Regions from separate parts of the Gossypium arboreum genome. Here region 1 is linked to region 2. The links are chromatin contacts, called in public Hi-C maps. All regions are on one chromosome and are shown on one strand. Each heading gives the region's core, a stretch centred on a gene start, on an enhancer-like site or on the middle of the called end of the contact. The rest is flanking DNA. Distances are from core to core; before and after follow the strand shown. Region 1 holds the start of LOC108469840 (endoglucanase 6-like). Region 2 holds the start of LOC108468198 (ethylene-responsive transcription factor ERF061-like).

Region 1 (4,607 bases), core at 345-2,844, 320 kb after region 2:
AAAGCAAAGCAAGAGTTCCACTTATGGAAGATGGCCTATGCCTTCAATTTATAACCAACGTTACTGTTTTAACATGGATTTCGCCACGTCAAAGTGGGAACAAAATTGGTGGGTTGGGGGGGGGGGGGGGCAGGTGTACTTAGGGAGGCTGATCAAAAACTAACTCACCCGGACAGCCGGTGACTGCATTGCCTAGGTAGAACCATCAGAAGTCGTGATAGAACCGTCGTTAGCCGGTAATTGCGGAGGCTTGCCTCTTTGACTTACATACCGTACGTCTCCACTGTCCACATCTCTTGGTTTTTTAAAACCTTCTTATGATACTAAAATAAAAAACTCTTTTTTACTTTTTTGAAAGGGCAAAAGCAAAAGCAAGATGACAAAAATATTTTCGGCAACCCAAAAAAAAAAGAGAAAAAGGTTAATTTCCGGCGGAGACCGTTGATTGCTGTTGGGAATTAAGCGCTCTCTTTTTGACCTTGTAAATAAAATAGCCAAATGAAAATGGACATCTTGCACAGTTGATTTTACAAAGGATGCCATTGTTATTTTCTTGTCATATTGCCTACCTGATGCCGTCGGTGGACTCCTAATTTCAGAAAGAGAAAATAAAAATGGGGTTGTCGGGTTTGGAGAATCCTACTTACCATTATCAACAATTCCGGTTGATGCTGAGAAGTTCCCTCAATAATTAAAGCAATTATTCAAATTCCCTCTAATATTTAGATTTTAATTCTACATCCAATCGTCATAAAAACCTCAACCCCCCCTTTTCTTTAGCTGGACAAAATAATGGCTTTTAGTTGAGAATTTAGGGTTATATTCAACTCCCTTCATCAATAATATATAACATTTACATTTATCCATTAATAATGCATCTTTTTCTTTATGATTTTCACATCAGTTCATTCTCCAAAGATATGTAGATTTATGTGTGGTCAATAAATTATACCTTAAAATTTATTGTTTATGATAATAATTATAATTTTTTAAAATTTATATATATTATATATTATATGATTTTTTACATTTTAATCAATATAATATATATAATATTAAAAAATAAAAGAAACATGTGGTATATTCTAATAGCACCCCATGATAAATTAATATCTGGTCAATTATCATCAATAATAAGTCAATGCCTACCATGATCAATTAACATCGATCAATGGTCGATCATTATGACATTTTTTTCTTTGGGCAAAGTGGCCTAACAAATATTTTTAACCAACATTACAAAATAGATAAAATAAAATTAAAATAAATTTAAGTATAAAATTGAGAAAATAAATATATTTTAAGAGATTTAAGTTAATATTTAATACAATTCAAAAAGAAAAAGAAAAGAAAATGTTTAAAATAATTAGGGTTAGATATGTACTATAATGGGCCTAATCAAGCAGTGTGGCAGCATCTGTAAAAGATGATCCAGGGTTTGCAATTTTCCCATACCTAATACGACAGGAGACGCAAACGGACAGGTCGCAGACTGCAGAAGCCAGATGATTAATTTAAAATAAAAATAAAAATAAAAATAAAAATAAAAATAATTTGCATTAATTATGGGTGAACAAATTTCAAAACTTAAACCAAGTAGCCAAGTTTTGCAAAATCCAATTATGTCCACCATTTGTAACCCACAACAGGGTACCCTCTCACATGCTGTGCCCAACAGAGATTTAATGGAGCCGTAATAAACTTCATGCCTTAATTTCAGGGGCATTATTCCCAAGCTACAAACAATGTAAGTTTATTGGAGTGGAGAAGGCATAAAAAGAAATTTTATAGAAGAGTAAAAATCAGAAATTAATTTTTAATCATGTTTAGCAGCAGTTTCCCTGCCAAAAAGAACCATTAAATCCGCACCGACTCTACCCAGTAAAAGACTAAAAGCGCCAGGGACACCCACATGACTTTGTTCTTTCTCTTCCCCTCTCCTCCAATTATTATTAAAAACTACTTTCAATTCACAATTTTTAATCTCCCTTGCTCTTCCTTCCCTCCACTCCACAATATATAGAGGCTTCAGCTCCTCTTCCAATTCCCAATCCCACTGCTCTTTCTCTCTTCACTTTCATTTCTATCGCCTCTTTTAACTCATTACATTTTTTTACCTTTTTCTCTTACTAGACTGCATTTTTTGTGTTCGATTCCAAATGGGTTTCTCTTTTTAGTTTTATAAACTTGAAGGAAAACCCACTCTGCTGCAGAAAGAGATCTGTTTTTGTTTGAACTTGAAACTTGAATTGTGTCTTTTGATAAGTTTGAATGTACATGGAGAAGTTGATGAGGCTGATTGAAATGACTCCTTTACTTCTGCTACTTTTTCTTCCTTTTGTTTTTGCTGGACATGACTATAACCAAGCTCTGAGCAAGAGCATTCTGTTCTTTGAAGCTCAGAGATCTGGTTACCTTCCTCATAACCAGAGAGTTACGTGGAGAGCCAATTCCGGCTTGAATGACGGCAAGGCCAGTGGGGTAAGTTAAAGTTCCACTCTCAACTTGAATTTGTTTTCTCGGTCAAAACGTCACTTTTGTTCTTTGACATGCTTCATTTAGAATCGAAAATTATGGTATTGATGGTTGAAGTTGTTTTCACAAATTCTCAAGGTGGATCTGGTTGGAGGGTACTACGATGCAGGGGACAATGTGAAGTTCGGACTGCCCATGGCATTCACCATAACAATGATGTCCTGGAGTATTATAGAGTACGGGAAACAAATTGGTGCAAATGGAGAGCTCGGCCATGCGATGGAAGCAATCAAGTGGGGCACTGACTACCTCATTAAAGCTCATCCCGAACCTTATGTCCTTTATGGAGAGGTACTCTTCCCGACCTGCTTCCCTCCTCGTGTTTCTTGCCATTCTTAACACTCCATTATTTTGTCACTAATATGTCCAAATCCCTTTTTCAAATCTCAAACTTGATAGCAACACTTGGCTACTAATAAAATATTAGTTTGAATTTAATACTTCTAAAACTCAAAAGGACTCAATTAAAAAATAATTAATTTTGGTGAGATCCATTTTAGGTGGGCGACGGTAACAGTGACCACTACTGTTGGCAAAGACCAGAGGACATGACCACCGACCGTCATGCTTACAAGATAGACCCAAGCAATCCGGGGTCGGATCTGGCAGGTGAAACTGCCGCCGCCATGGCTGCCGCCTCAATCGTCTTCCGCCGTTCCAACCCTGCATATTCCACCGAGCTTCTTCGCCATGCCTACCAGGTATACATTTACGCAGTCTGTGTCTTCTCGCGTTGCTGGGACCATTGTACCTGCCGGTGCATGTTAGCTTACACTCTCAACCTTTTTTATCATAAGGTGATAGGAAAAAACGGTTGTTATTACGCAATCTTTTGTCGGCCTCAATTTCGCAACTTGGCGGGCCCAACCCTAGTTTTCATTTAATAAAAACAACCACCTCTGTTTACTTCTTTCTTCTAAAAAAATACTACCACTGTTTTGAGCCAGGAAAAATAAAAACCATTTAACCGTTGTAGTAGCTACTTTTTGGGTGAAACGGTGTCGTTCGTGAGATTCTTGTTAATGGTTTAAAATTGATCATGGGTAGAAGAGGTGGGTATAGTTAAATTCTATATCGCCCCATAATTGGCATGTTTGTTCCATCACCTGCCTCTTATAATTTTAAAAATCATTATCATTTTTATAAATTTGGCTTCAATTAAATTTTTAATTTTTTTATCTTTTAAAATCAAGTAAATATTTATTATTTTCTATATTAAGCTTTTAAAAATTTATAAAAATAAAATGATAATTTTTTATAATGGAACGGATTGACCCCAGTGGATTGATGTCCTAATTTTATGACTCCTGGTGATGAGAACGCTTGACTTTGCTTTTGCCCCATCCATCACGGGTAATTAATCTTTTATGACCGTACAGATCTCTCGTACAAGCAGATCTTAACCGTTCATTTGTACCCCAAAATGGTCGCAATGAGTCATTTCGTTTCTCACGTGCCAACAATGTCGGTGCTCCTCCTGTTTAACTTACATCCCCAAATTACCCTTGCCTCTTTCCTCAAATTGCTTCACCTATCCTATCCATACTCTTAAACAAAAATTTCAGTAGGTTTTACAATATAATTAATTTTAAATTTTGTTTTTGTTTTCAGCTATTCGAATTTGCTGATAAATACAGAGGTAAATACGACAGCAGCATCACAGTTGCCCAAAAATACTACCGATCCATCAGTGGCTACAATGTAAGCTTTTCTAAATTTTCTCAAAGCAATCAATTTGAGCAATTTATAGTTTTAATGGCAGAAAATAGCATGTTTACTGGTACGGTTTATTAATTAAGTTGGAATGTTATCGTGTAGGACGAGTTGTTGTGGGCCGCTGCATGGCTGTACCAAGCTAGTAACAATGAGTACTACTTGAACTATCTTGGCAAAAATGGTGATTCTATGGGTGGAACCGGTTGGGCCATGACTGAGTTCGGTTGGGACGTCAAGTACGCTGGGGTTCAGACCCTTGTCGCCAAGGTATTATTTCAATATCTGAATCTAGTACTTATTGGTTTCTTCAAGCTGCAAAATTTAACCTAGTAGTTTTCGTTTCCCTGTAGTTCTTA
Region 2 (4,637 bases), core at 1,272-3,771:
TGCAACTTAACTCCCCTGTAATTATGAACTAATATTCCTCTGCTTGTTTTGCTTTTATGTTAAGTTCTCCTCAACTTATCTCTTCAATTCATTTATTGGTCAGAGGCCCCCTTCAGATCGAACTGCAGAAATGGTTTAATAAAGAGGTTGCTGAAAACTGAATACATCATTAAAGATAAACCTAAACCTTGATTACCTAATCACCAAAGCAAACCCATAAACAGCCATCGCTAAGCCTGGTTCAACCTTTTTCTGTACCATGTATAGGCATCTTTCAATATTTTTGTACATGTACATGAAGATTGAAGTTGATTAAGAAGAAGGACCACCATCTTTCTCAGAATCGAAGGAAAAGGCATGGCCGTGGCTCTAGTGTTTTCAGGATAAGGGAGTGATCTTATTCGCAACCTTTGCTCAACTTCACCTGCTTGGTTTAAAACCCTATCATGTCCTTTGATAGTGAAATGGTGCTTGTGGAAAAATAGACATGATAAGAAGTGAGGGAATTTTTCATTCACATTCTCAAGGTCCCACATATTTGTAATAATCATGCATCACCTTGAAAATATATTACTCCGGAATTTTTATTTATTTATAAGCGTTTCAACTCCCATTCAAGAAAGAAAACATTCTTGTTCCTAAAATCGAAGACACTGAACAACAGGACATCACTACAAGGTAGTAAGAATCCCAACAAAATTACCATTTACACTATTTAAAAGTCTCTCGGTTTTTAACAGCTAAGTGCTGAAAATTCTCGCTTTTTTGGTGAAAAAATAAATAGAGAAAGTGGAAATCCTAATTGGCAAGAATATCCCATATCAATTCAGCATCAAAAGATGGCATTCTAGCAAGCAAACAGTCCTCGAATTGGGGTTCCTCTGCCATCATCATTGGATAATCGTTAGAAACAGAGGAGGGCGAGTTCTCACATCTCCAAAATCCACCATCAGACACACTGTCACTGAAAGCCACAGGCGATAACGATGATGACGATGAACAGGATTCCGTCACCTTAACTGTTTTGTCAGCTTCTGCGGGACGATCCTTCTTGGCTTTCTTTTTAGCCCTCTCTCTTTTCACCTTTTGACAAATGGCTTGAATCTTAGCATCCACCGAGTTCTTCAGAGCACTCAAACGAGCACCATCTCCAAAGCCCAACTTGCTGGGATCCTTGATGTTTTGGAAATTCAACCTTGCATATTCCCCTCTAAGCTTATACGCCGCACGATCATACGCATAAGCAGCGGCTTCGGCTGTTTCGTATGTGCCTAACCAGATTCGCATTCTGTTCTGTGGGAGTCTGATTTCGGCCACCCATTTACCCCAGTGTCTCTGCCTCACCCCCCTGTATTGCTTCTTCTTTTCAGGACTCAAATAGAAGTTGCTCGTCGATGCGGGGTTTGGATAGGTCGGAATCCGGTTCATTAGCGAGTTGCCCGAAAACGAAGCGTTTCCGTTGTTCTCTTGGCTGAACTTTTGAAGGAGCTCTCTCTGGCGGAGATAGACTGAAGAGCCTATTGGCTCGTAAATACAGTTGGTGGTGATGGCGGTTGATGTTGTCGTCGTTGACGGTGCGCAATGAGAGAAGATTGAATCTAAGGTATTTGAGCCTCCTGACAATATCAACTGTGACAGTGAAGATCCAATATTAACAATATTATTGAATCCAAGAGGATGATTGATTTCTTGCATTTTTTTTATTCTTGATTTGAATCAAAACAGAGGAAACAAGGAGTATAAGAGTAAAATTGAAGAAAAACAGGGGCGCTAAAAAAACTGACCCTTTTTCCTTGTATAAACAAAAGAAAAGAAAGTGAAATTCTAGATAACAAAAGAAAAAGAAAGTAGGGTAATTTGGTTAAGGAAATGAAGAAATCTTGGCTTGAACAAGAATTTTGGTGGGGAGGAAGAAGAAACCCAAATGGTATATGGTGAGAGCCAAGGGTGAGGTTGGTGGTATTTATAGCTGTGGTGGACAGTAAAGCTAAAGCTTAGGATTTTACTTTTAGATATAGAGCAAGTTTGAATTCCGGTCTAACGAAACTTTGAATGGAACTTTAAATGGGTTGCGATGTGTTTAGGCTATAATATTATTTTAATATCTAATTTTATTGTAATAGTTGTTTTTCTTATTTAAAGGAATCTTAAGTTAATTGGGAGGGCATTGCCATGCCTTCCTTTCTCCCTTCTTCTTATGCAACTCGATTTATTATTATTATTTTTGTTTGCCACCAAATTTATTATACTAAAATTTCATGGATGTGTTTTTGCATGAGGTGCAAACATTGTTATAAAATCCGCCCATTCTTTTGAGCAAGAAGAAATAGGAGGAGTGTCCATGAAAGGGCAAAAAGAAGAGGTCCCCCGCACAAAACTGCTAAAAAGCTACTTTTTGTATTTATTGCAAGAGGCAGAGCCAGCTTTGGGTTGTCAAAAGTTAAAACTCCTCTGCGCCACGCGTCTTATGTTATGCCCAGTTGTCCACCACGCTACGCTTTTCATTTTTTTGGTTTCAAACTCTGCACAAAATTCCAAAATCCCATTCAAGTCTGAAACCGTCTCTCTTACTGCTTTTTACTTTCAATGTTCAAAATTCCATTATTATTTTTGTTTCTCTTGATACTATAACATGTTCAAAGATTTAAATATATGTTAAAAAGTCTTTCAACATAATACAATTGGGGTTAAATAGGAAACATCCAAATAACTGAGAACCTAAATTTGTGGAGAGAAGAGATGTTGATATCTCATTTCCAGACCAACAATGTTTGGCAGCACATGGTGAGTTACGTTACCCTTTGGAAAGTATTATTATGAGTAATTGATCCTTACCTTGACATAAAAAGCAAACACAAATTTACTAGAACTAGAATGCCGCCTGGACTTGATGATTTCATTCGCAAATCCAATGCTTATAGCTTTGTAGAAATTAAATTGCGGGTCATGCTGTAACTTTTGCTGGATTGCACTTTGTATTTATCTAAATAACCCAAAGAAGAAACCGAGGGAGAGCGAAAGAAAAAGAAAGTTGATATATAAAAACGAGGATTGATTGAATGAGGTTAAAAGACTTTTTCTACATGAAATCATAGAGGTTGTCATCATTATCAATGTGGGATCCAAGCTTGGTATGGAGCATTAAAGACGTAAAGGTAGAGTTCGAAAAGCCAATATCTATAAGTTTCTTCTTTTCTTTTCTAGTTTGTATTTTCGGGGATGACAAAGCTCGTGAAAGATACCCCATCTGCTGGACTGACCTCAAACGGGAAATAAAGGGTATTGCTGTATTTTGCATGTGAAAGAAACCTAACCATGCCTCACAAGTCAATCCTCAATTCATGTTACGTTGTCTCCAACTTCTCTCTCTCTCTTATTTCTTTCTAATTTTATCTCATAAAATGGATAACATCTAATGTGAGATTTTATTATAGTGTGATCATGTTAAATCCTTTTTAAATTAATTGTTGCATCAAAAATTAAGAAATTATACTAATGGCTTAGAACATGTTAAATCAGTTACTTTTCTTTGAAAATTATTCTGTATTCTTATTTCAACTGTTAATTTAAAAAGATCTCATATAATTCTATTGTAATGGAATTTTTAAATTAATGCTTTATGTGATATAATTTATGACCCTTTTATATTATATAAGTTATAATACGGAGCCAGATCAAAAAAAAAGTTATAATACGGAGATAGAAAAATATCTTTTAAATGTTGAAATTAAAATAATTTTTTTGTTAAATTAAATTTAAAAATAATTATATGAATGAGTTTGTTTGTTCATGTTTCTAGTGTTAGGAGTAATAATGATTTCCTTTTCTTTTCAATAGATTCATACATAAAGACTCAGTAGCCAAGTCTATGGGTAGCTAGAAGAAATTAATTTCCTCTTACTCTTTTTTTTATCCAAGTTAGAATCTTAATGTGGCAAAACGAAGTTGTTGAAATAAGTTCATACTCATTCTTTTGACTTAGTCACCTAAGATAAAATTCTTGACGAAAGGATGAAATTCAGTTGTAGAGGCCTTCACTTAAAAGAAAAAGAAATCAATTTTGAGTGTGGGACACTTGAAAAAGTTGAGATTTGGCAGTGTGGTTGGCAGCTAGACAAGTCAGTGTGCAGGGCGAGGGCGACGCCGACCAAGCCAGTGGTCTAGCCTCAACTTTTATGCTTGCTTGTCTATTGACACGTGCCTAAAGAGTGTGATTAGCAAATTCTCGTGATTTCATATCATTCCTGGTAAAGATTTTCCCGGGCGCACCATTGGCCAACTGTGGCTGTATACGACGCTGCTTTCTTTAGCCAAAGAAGTACAGTACGTCATGTCACCAACAAATTGATGTCACGATGACAAAAGCTTCACAATTTTTTTAGAAACATATTATTGTCCGGTTGAAACTTATAGCATTTTATTTTTAGATAAATGAATGTGTTTTTTTTCTGGTAAATTAATTTGATATGTCTTTATTAATATTGCGTTAATTGTATTGTAAAAATGTAATGAATGAGGATAAATTTTGAATTAAAAATAAGTTTTTGTTAGTACTCTTAAAAATAAAGATAAAATTATTCTTAAAATTTAAAATAAAATTTTAAATTCTTTTAGGGAAAAAGAAGTTTTAAATCGTA

What was found. Hi-C and Micro-C count contacts between places; a contact is called where the count stands out from the background.
Region 1: a Hi-C map of leaf shows a contact between it and region 2, with 4 times the contacts expected there. The contact joins the promoter of LOC108469840 here to the promoter of LOC108468198 in region 2. A contact is called at or near these places in 2 of 5 Hi-C or Micro-C datasets (both in leaf).

The regions. Positions count from the first base shown.
Region 1 is chr8:44,522,804-44,527,410 of ASM2569848v2, forward strand. LOC108469840 (endoglucanase 6-like) reads left to right here and starts at 1,595. Exons shown (of 9, transcript XM_017770901.2): 1 at 1,595-2,481; 2 at 2,614-2,826; 3 at 3,036-3,236; 4 at 4,147-4,236; 5 at 4,354-4,518; 6 at 4,602-4,607. The coding sequence starts at 2,272.
Region 2 is chr8:44,198,205-44,202,841 of ASM2569848v2, forward strand. It overlaps LOC108468198 (ethylene-responsive transcription factor ERF061-like), which reads right to left and starts at 2,522. Exons shown (of 1, transcript XM_017769084.2): 1 at 560-2,522. The coding sequence starts at 1,695. The coding sequence ends at 799.